2 separate regions of the Ovis aries genome follow, and region 1 is linked to region 2. Evidence: chromatin contacts called from public Hi-C data. All regions are on one chromosome and are shown on one strand. The core of a region is the stretch at or near the end of the contact, and the rest is flanking DNA. Distances in the headings are between cores, read along the strand shown.

The links. A called contact is a pair of places that touch in the nucleus more often than the background predicts.
Region 1: a Hi-C map of hypothalamus shows a contact between it and region 2, with 3 times the contacts expected there. The contact joins the promoter of FGFR2 here to the enhancer-like site in region 2. A contact is called at or near these places in 3 of 16 Hi-C or Micro-C datasets (hypothalamus, liver and skin fibroblasts).

The regions. Positions count from the first base shown.
Region 1 is chr22:41,089,700-41,093,232 of ARS-UI_Ramb_v3.0, reverse strand. It overlaps FGFR2 (fibroblast growth factor receptor 2), which reads left to right and starts at 2,204. Exons shown (of 17, transcript XM_060404525.1): 1 at 2,204-2,648.
Region 2 is chr22:41,023,909-41,027,144 of ARS-UI_Ramb_v3.0, reverse strand. The region is part of intron 5 of FGFR2 (fibroblast growth factor receptor 2); the gene reads left to right. Among named protein-coding and RNA genes, the nearest start is that of FGFR2, 66 kb to the left of the region's middle. Within about 2 kb of position 1,379, at least 11 of the 54 cell types and tissues checked have an H3K27ac peak or open chromatin away from gene starts, as enhancers often do. A contact at or near this core is called in hypothalamus, where this site is marked.

The DNA.
Region 1 (3,533 bases), core at 955-3,454, 65 kb before region 2:
TTTACCTATTCACACTCGGCCGTGGAAGCTCATTAATAAGCTTATTAGCTACACCATTCACGGGAGGCCATTGACAAAAGGGGTTCCAGCCACTTGAAGAGGGAAGAGAAAAAAACTGTAGAGAGATTATTTTCTCATTCAGAAACCTCACTGGTGTGAAAGCTTTCCTAGACCCTCTGAGGTCACTTGAAGCCTAAATATGATGACAGGATTTTTTTTTTTTTTTTTTAAATTCCAAACATGGTTTTGCTTTTCTCTAAACCAAAGAGTTTGCTGTTGTGGGCTTGCGGGCTTCACTCACTTGAAAACGGACACTCTTAAGGGAATAAGGGGCTTTTGATGGATGGGTGTCTTTTTATTCCTATAAAGAATAAATTCTGCAGACTGCATCTGGACACTGAAGTAGGTGTTCTTATTTGTCATTTTCAGCGGAAGGCTTCCTTTTCATTCAGGGTACACAGAGCCACTGATGAACAATGGGTAGGGATGGCAGCTTCCTGCACCAGTAATTTATGTGAGAACGTGTTAACAGCATTTTCAATGGCTGATGGATTCCTTGCAGGATGGGAAAGGAATCTGTCCTGAGAGACTTGAGTTCCCCACTGGTGGGGAATATAAAGTTGTAAGTGCCAGCCTCCAAGCAGGCAGACACTCAGCCTGGTCTGAGACATTGAAAAGCATTGATGTGGTCAGAACAACTCAGGTGTGGGAGATGGTTGAGGTCACCTGGCTAAGGTGTCTCCGTGAATTAAATGATAATGGGACTGATCCAGGTTAAAAGACTTGACCAAAAACCATAGCCTGCCCCTAAGCATAGGAACTGATTATTTTATTTTGCTTGAGACTCAGACTATTACTTTTGCTGTCACATTTCCAGAACAGAATTTCAGAGCCATTCGCCTGAAGCATTTCAACGGATCTGTACTCTTGGTGTTTCGGTAATTTTACATAAAAGTTCTCTGAGAGGTATTGTGAAGAAGAATGATTTTCTAATGATGTGGCACCCTGAAAAAATATTTTCGTAAATGTTGTGAAGTGTGCAGTGTCAATGACCCATAAGCAACTGCCTTTCTAAATGCAGGAAAAGTCGATTTCCCAGGTCAATTTGGTACTGCTGCTCCATCCATCTTTAGGACTCCAAAGCACTTCTGGGTTTAATGACCTTTTCTAAGAAAAAATAATTAAGGTTTTTATCTATATTGTCTTGGACTTAAGGCACCACTGCTTGGGAGCTGGATGAGTGGGGAAGGAGAGCAAGTATGTTAAAGAATAAATTATCCCGTAGACACAGCCTAGTGGAAAAGGTAAATGGAAGATATGAACTTTAACCAGTTACAGCTTGGCATTTAGTTGAAGAATCTTAAGATTCAGAGAGAGGAATTGATTTGCTTAAGGTCATACAGCTATTTATAGCAGAGTTGAGTCCTTAGAATCTTCCGAATTTATTGATCCAAATACATAGCACCAAACACTATTTTTCCCCCTCAGTTTTGAACTTTTCCCTAAGACAGCCAGATTCAAAGTCAGGCTCAGCTGCTGCCATTAACCAGCTGGTTAACCCTGGACAAATAACATCTCTCAACCTGTTTCCTTAGCAGAAACTGGGACTATTACTCTGCAGGGTGGCTGTGCGGTTGAAAAAGGAGACTCTACTCCGTGCGCCCTGCCTATAGCAGAACCTCCGTAAACACTCGCTTCTCTGCTCATCGCTATCGTTTTGATGGGCAGACAGGCATGCCCCAGGTTACTTTCTCTCGTCTCAAAGTTTCAGTTGCATTCTATTTCTCCCCCACGCGCCCCAATACCACGCAGATGCAGTTTAAAGTCTCGTGGCCGCGGGTAGGGGTGGGTAGAGAGCAGGCTTTCTGTCATTTGTTTTGACTTGAAACGAGACAGCGTAACGTAACCACCCGGCAAACCGTGGATCAGGCGAACTGCCCAGGGGAGGAAGGGGGCGCGGGCCCCGGCCGCATCCACGGAGGATGCTGCCTGCTGCCCCTCTGCGCCCCGGTGCGGCCCGGGGCCCCTCGCCCTCCCCGCCGGGGTCTCGGGGCCGCTCGCAGGCGTCGGGAGCCGCGCCGAGTCGGGGCGGCGGGGCGCGCGGCGCTGATTGGCAGAGCGGGCGCCGCCGTCCAGGAAACGGCTCGGGTTTCAGCGGGGGCGTGACCCGCCGGGAGGGGGCGGCGGCGGCGGCGGCAGCCTCGGAGAACGCCGCGGAGAGCCGAGCCGGCGGGCGGGCGAGCAAGGGAGTGAGCGCGGCCGCCACAAAGCTCGGGCGCCGCGGGGTCTGCGCGCGGCGTAGCTGGCCCGGCGCGGCGACTCCTTTCCAGGCTGGCGGGGCCCGGGCGCCCCGAGGCCGCGGCTTTCCTCCGCGCTCCAGTCGTTCGCAAGTTGCGAGCGAAGTTTGGTGGAGGAAACGCCAAGCCCAACTCCTTTCTTCCTCCCGCTCCCCAAATCCGAGCGCAGCCCGCGGGCGTCATGCCTGCGCGCCTCCGCAGCCTGGGGTGCGCGTGAAGCCTCGGAACTTTGGCGCCGGCGAGGACCACTTTTTTTTTTTTTTTTTTTGCTGGGAGTTGGTCGTTTGCTCCATCCCGACCCACGCTGGGCGCGGGGACAGACCCGATCGCCGGGGATCGTTGCCATTCAAGGTAATCGCCGAGTCGGGCGCCTCGGGGGAGCTTCGCGGGGCGGGAGAGTGGGTGCAGTGGAAGCCCGAGACACCCGGTGCACGGCCTCCGGAACGGAGGGCTGGCCCTGTGGAGGCGGCTCCCTGTCCTTCCTCTTTGGCTGCATAGGTGATGGGGGAGCTGGGTGCCTGCTGACGGCTGGCGTTTGGGCAGTGCTGCCGCTTCCACCCCCATCCAGATGCTGACATCTGCTTCTGGCGCTGACACCCCCCGCCCCCGCCCGCCTCCCTGTCAAACTCCGGCCGGCGCACTCCCACTGGCGGGGCGCGATCCTCCGACCCCAGAGCTGGCGGGCGAGCGGCGGGGCAGCCTCGCTGGTGGCATAGCCCGGTAGGTCCCAGACTCGGAGGGGACATCGTCGAAGGTGCCTCGTTCCGAGGCCCGGGGAGCCCCCACTCCGTTCCATCCAGGCCCGGGCCGGGGACCCTTCCCCGGGAGGGGTCCGCTGAGGTGGGGCTGGCAACACCTCTGTAGGGTAGGCGAGGGCTCGGGGCGGGGGGTGGCACTCTGGGAGGGGGGCTGCTCCGGTTCCCCGATTGCAGTGCCCTTCGGCCTCCCTGGCCCGCAGCCGCCGTCTCGGCTGGAGGGAGCGCGGCTCGCCTGGGGCTAGGGGGCGAACTGGACCGACTTTTTCTAGTTCGCTGCCTGCTCTACCGGCAGCAGCTCGGAGATGTCGAAAGCGCAGGCGAGTTCTAACTTGCGCGCTCATTCTTTCAGCTCCAGGGCCGCGCCGGGGAGTCAGCCGAGGGCTGGGCCCGGCGCTGGCTCCGACCCTCGCGGCCACCGGGCCAGGCGAAGGGGTCCGGCTCGGGGCCGTGGAGCCTCAGCCGCTCCCCTCGCCTCCCG
Region 2 (3,236 bases), core at 130-2,629:
CATTTCAGTAAAAACACAGATATGAGATGCCTGTTGGCTTTTCTGTACACATATATCGCTCCCCTTATAAAGAGCAAAATCTGGTTTCTATAATATCTGTGCGTTAAACATGCTGCCTAAAAGGAAATCCTTCCTGGTAGAGGAGATATGACTTCTGTGATTACAGAACAGGAGATGGGCCAGCTCTAGGTTTAATTCTCTCATCCAGAGAGAATTCACTGACTGATTCTTTTTATGGGCTTCCCTGGTGGCTTAGTGGTAAAGAATTCCGTCTGCCAATGCGGGACACGTGGGATCGATCCCTGGTCCAGGCAGGTCCCTGGGAGGAGGAAATGGCAACCCGCTCCACTATTCTTGCCTGGGAAATCCCATGGACAGAGGAGCCTGGCGGACCACACAGTCCATGGGGTTGCAAAGAGTCGGACACGATTTAGCAACTGAACAACAACAAATTCTTTTGTATCAGCTTGCTGCCCCCCTCAAGAGTTGTAGACCCAAGGGCATTGGTGTACCCCCAGGGCTGAGGAGAGCACGTTTGCTCTTGGAGGGGCTTCATGCCCATTTTCCTGGCCCTGGCTTTGTCCTGCTTTCCTAGTGCCTGCTGGCCTGGGCCTTAGAGGGACTGCCCGCTTCCTGGGGCTGCCCCCCAGCCTGCTCTTCTACCTGCTATCTGCACCCCATGCTCACCCCAGTTTTTCAGAAGTTAGAACGGGAGTCCGGGCGCTGTCATCCTCTCACTAGTGATCCCCGTTCTTGGGGGTCTGATGGACTCAAGGGAAGAGTGGTTGCTGAAGGATCTGAGAAAGGGGAACGCCGTTCTTGGCAGAGCCTGGCATCCTGGGATCTCTTCCAAGATGCTTCAGGCCTCATTCTCCGACTTGTTTAAGGGCAGAGAATAAGGTTGCAAAGGAAATCAAAGCCTGATGTGGAGAAACGAAACATGAGGCCTACTGACTTTTTAAAAACATTTTAAATAACATTCTCTAAGGTTTCATTTTATACTGAAGGCAGCTGTAATAAGTTTTGGAAGGCGGTGTAAGGTTTCGATTACAGAGCGATCCAGCTTGCAGTTTTTGTACCCAAAGTGAGAAAGGGCCGAGGGGGAGAGGGGGTGGCTCAGAGGTTATTTTGTATAAGGTGAGAAAATTTGAAAGGATGAATTCACCACTGTAAGCGGTAACGTTTGGTATGCTGTAATTTGCAAATGCAATAACATGAAACCATTGGGAAGATGGTGCTTTTTTTTTTTTCTTTTTTTGGGTGAACATAGTCCGGATAGCAATGGAATAACTTAATAACTGGAGCAGAGCAGCACGTTGACCACAAGTAAAACAAGACTGCAGCTCCATCGTGGGCCCTGCCAGTGTTGCCCCAGTGATGAAGTTCTCTGCTGAAGGCTGGCGCAGACCAGGGCTGCCGTGCCGTATGAAAGCCCTCATTGTTCACGGCATCATTATTTGGTATTACACGCACAATGTTTGCTTGTGAAACGATTTATGAGAAACAAGCATGTTGAAGAAAGGGGACTTGGTTTGAAATTCAGTTGATCTGGCTTATGACATTTACGATTTTATAGTGCCTTTGTTTCTAAGAATAAATATTTAGGTCCACTGTAAATATTTATCTTTTGAACACGCAAACACACACACGCAAAACTGGAAAACTGAGCCGGAGAAGGAACTGATACCTAACATTCATTTCTCTGCGGGAAGGAGTAAAGTGCCTCAGTATTTGATAGGTGCAAAGGAGCCTGTTTTGTGAGCTCAGCCGGCAGTGTCCAGCGCCCCTTGGGCTGTTAAGTCTCTTAGGAGGAGGCCTGGTGGGGAGAGTGTGTGTGGACTTAACTCTGTTCTTTTCACGTGCGTGGGGTGAGCTGGGGTTGAACCAAAGCACTGTCCCTGCTGGCTTCTGGCGGGTCCCCGCTGCATCCACCTGGCCATCAGGCCTGACCAGGAGGCTCACAGTGGCCCATCACTGGGATGGCGTCTTAGCTGAGCAGTGAGTGTTTCTAGTGATGCTTGAAAGGATTCCAGTTTTGAGATTTTCTGCCCCCATGACTAGGAGCCTCGACTTCTGGGCTCTTTTGCTTAGCCCATGTGGGTGAAACCGTGGCACATGAATGCCTTCTTTGGGCTCTGCAACCCTATCTTTTTAATGTAAAAATAAAGGTGTTTGTGAATTGATGGAAGATGCTAGAATGAAATGGGCTAAAGAGTAACTGCTAGCACTTTTTCTTTTCTTTTTTAAGTTTTTAAAGGCCAGCCACAGGCTTACGCAGTAAAATCAATTTGCACATGGTCTGGCTCCTGTCCAACAAATTCCACTAAATGACATTTTAATCTGAAAGCCCCATATAGAAAGGCTTAGATAGCTGTCGTTCTAATTTGCTGTTTCTAGTGTGATGCTTGGGGATGCTCAGGTGTGGTATGGAGACATCTTTGGTTTATCGGGCTGGTTGGGATGTCCTCATTTCCCTTGGTGATGTTTTAGGCTGGAGGTTAAAGGCAGTGGTACCCACAGTGTGGGGAGGGATACAGGAGCAGGTACGTGCAGGTAGGTGGGCATGGGGTGATATTCGTGCATGGACTCTTTCTGTGTGTGACTCTTGACCGAGCCGCTGTGGAGGGAGGCTCTGGTCCGTTTGTGATTATGTGGACTATCTTTGTGGACAAGATCGTGCAGCAGGCTGGTCTGTTACTTGATTCTTGAGGAACCTTATGTAGTTGTTCTGCATCTTGATGCGGTTGCCTCTGCAGGGTTTCTGTAAAGACCACCCCTGAACTGGAAAGTTTCCCTAGAGAGACGCAGACAAGCGAGGGTGGAAAGTAATTGCTGGCTTACCCACTGTGGGGCCTCCTTGAAGACGGTCTGAGACGGTGCCAGGATTTGTGAACCAGTGTTGCTTTGTGTTTCTTTTGGTGCCACATCTGAATAAGCTGAGGAGCGTTGGCCTGTGCGTCTAGGTGGGACGCACAGCGACCCGTAGTACTTACCAGGGAGGTGAACAGGGCGTGGGACAAAGAATGACCAAATGGAGTGAATTCCACAGCAAAGGGATGAAACCAGTTGTTCGTTACTTTTGGCTTTAGATTTTAGTTTATTTTCTTTTCAAAACAAGGGCTGTAAATCTTCCCCAGAGCATCTTAGAAAGGTGCGGGGAGACACTGCCTATAGGTGCCATTTTGGAATTCAGGGTGACCTCAAAAGTTAGTCCCTGAGATGTTAAGCTGATGATC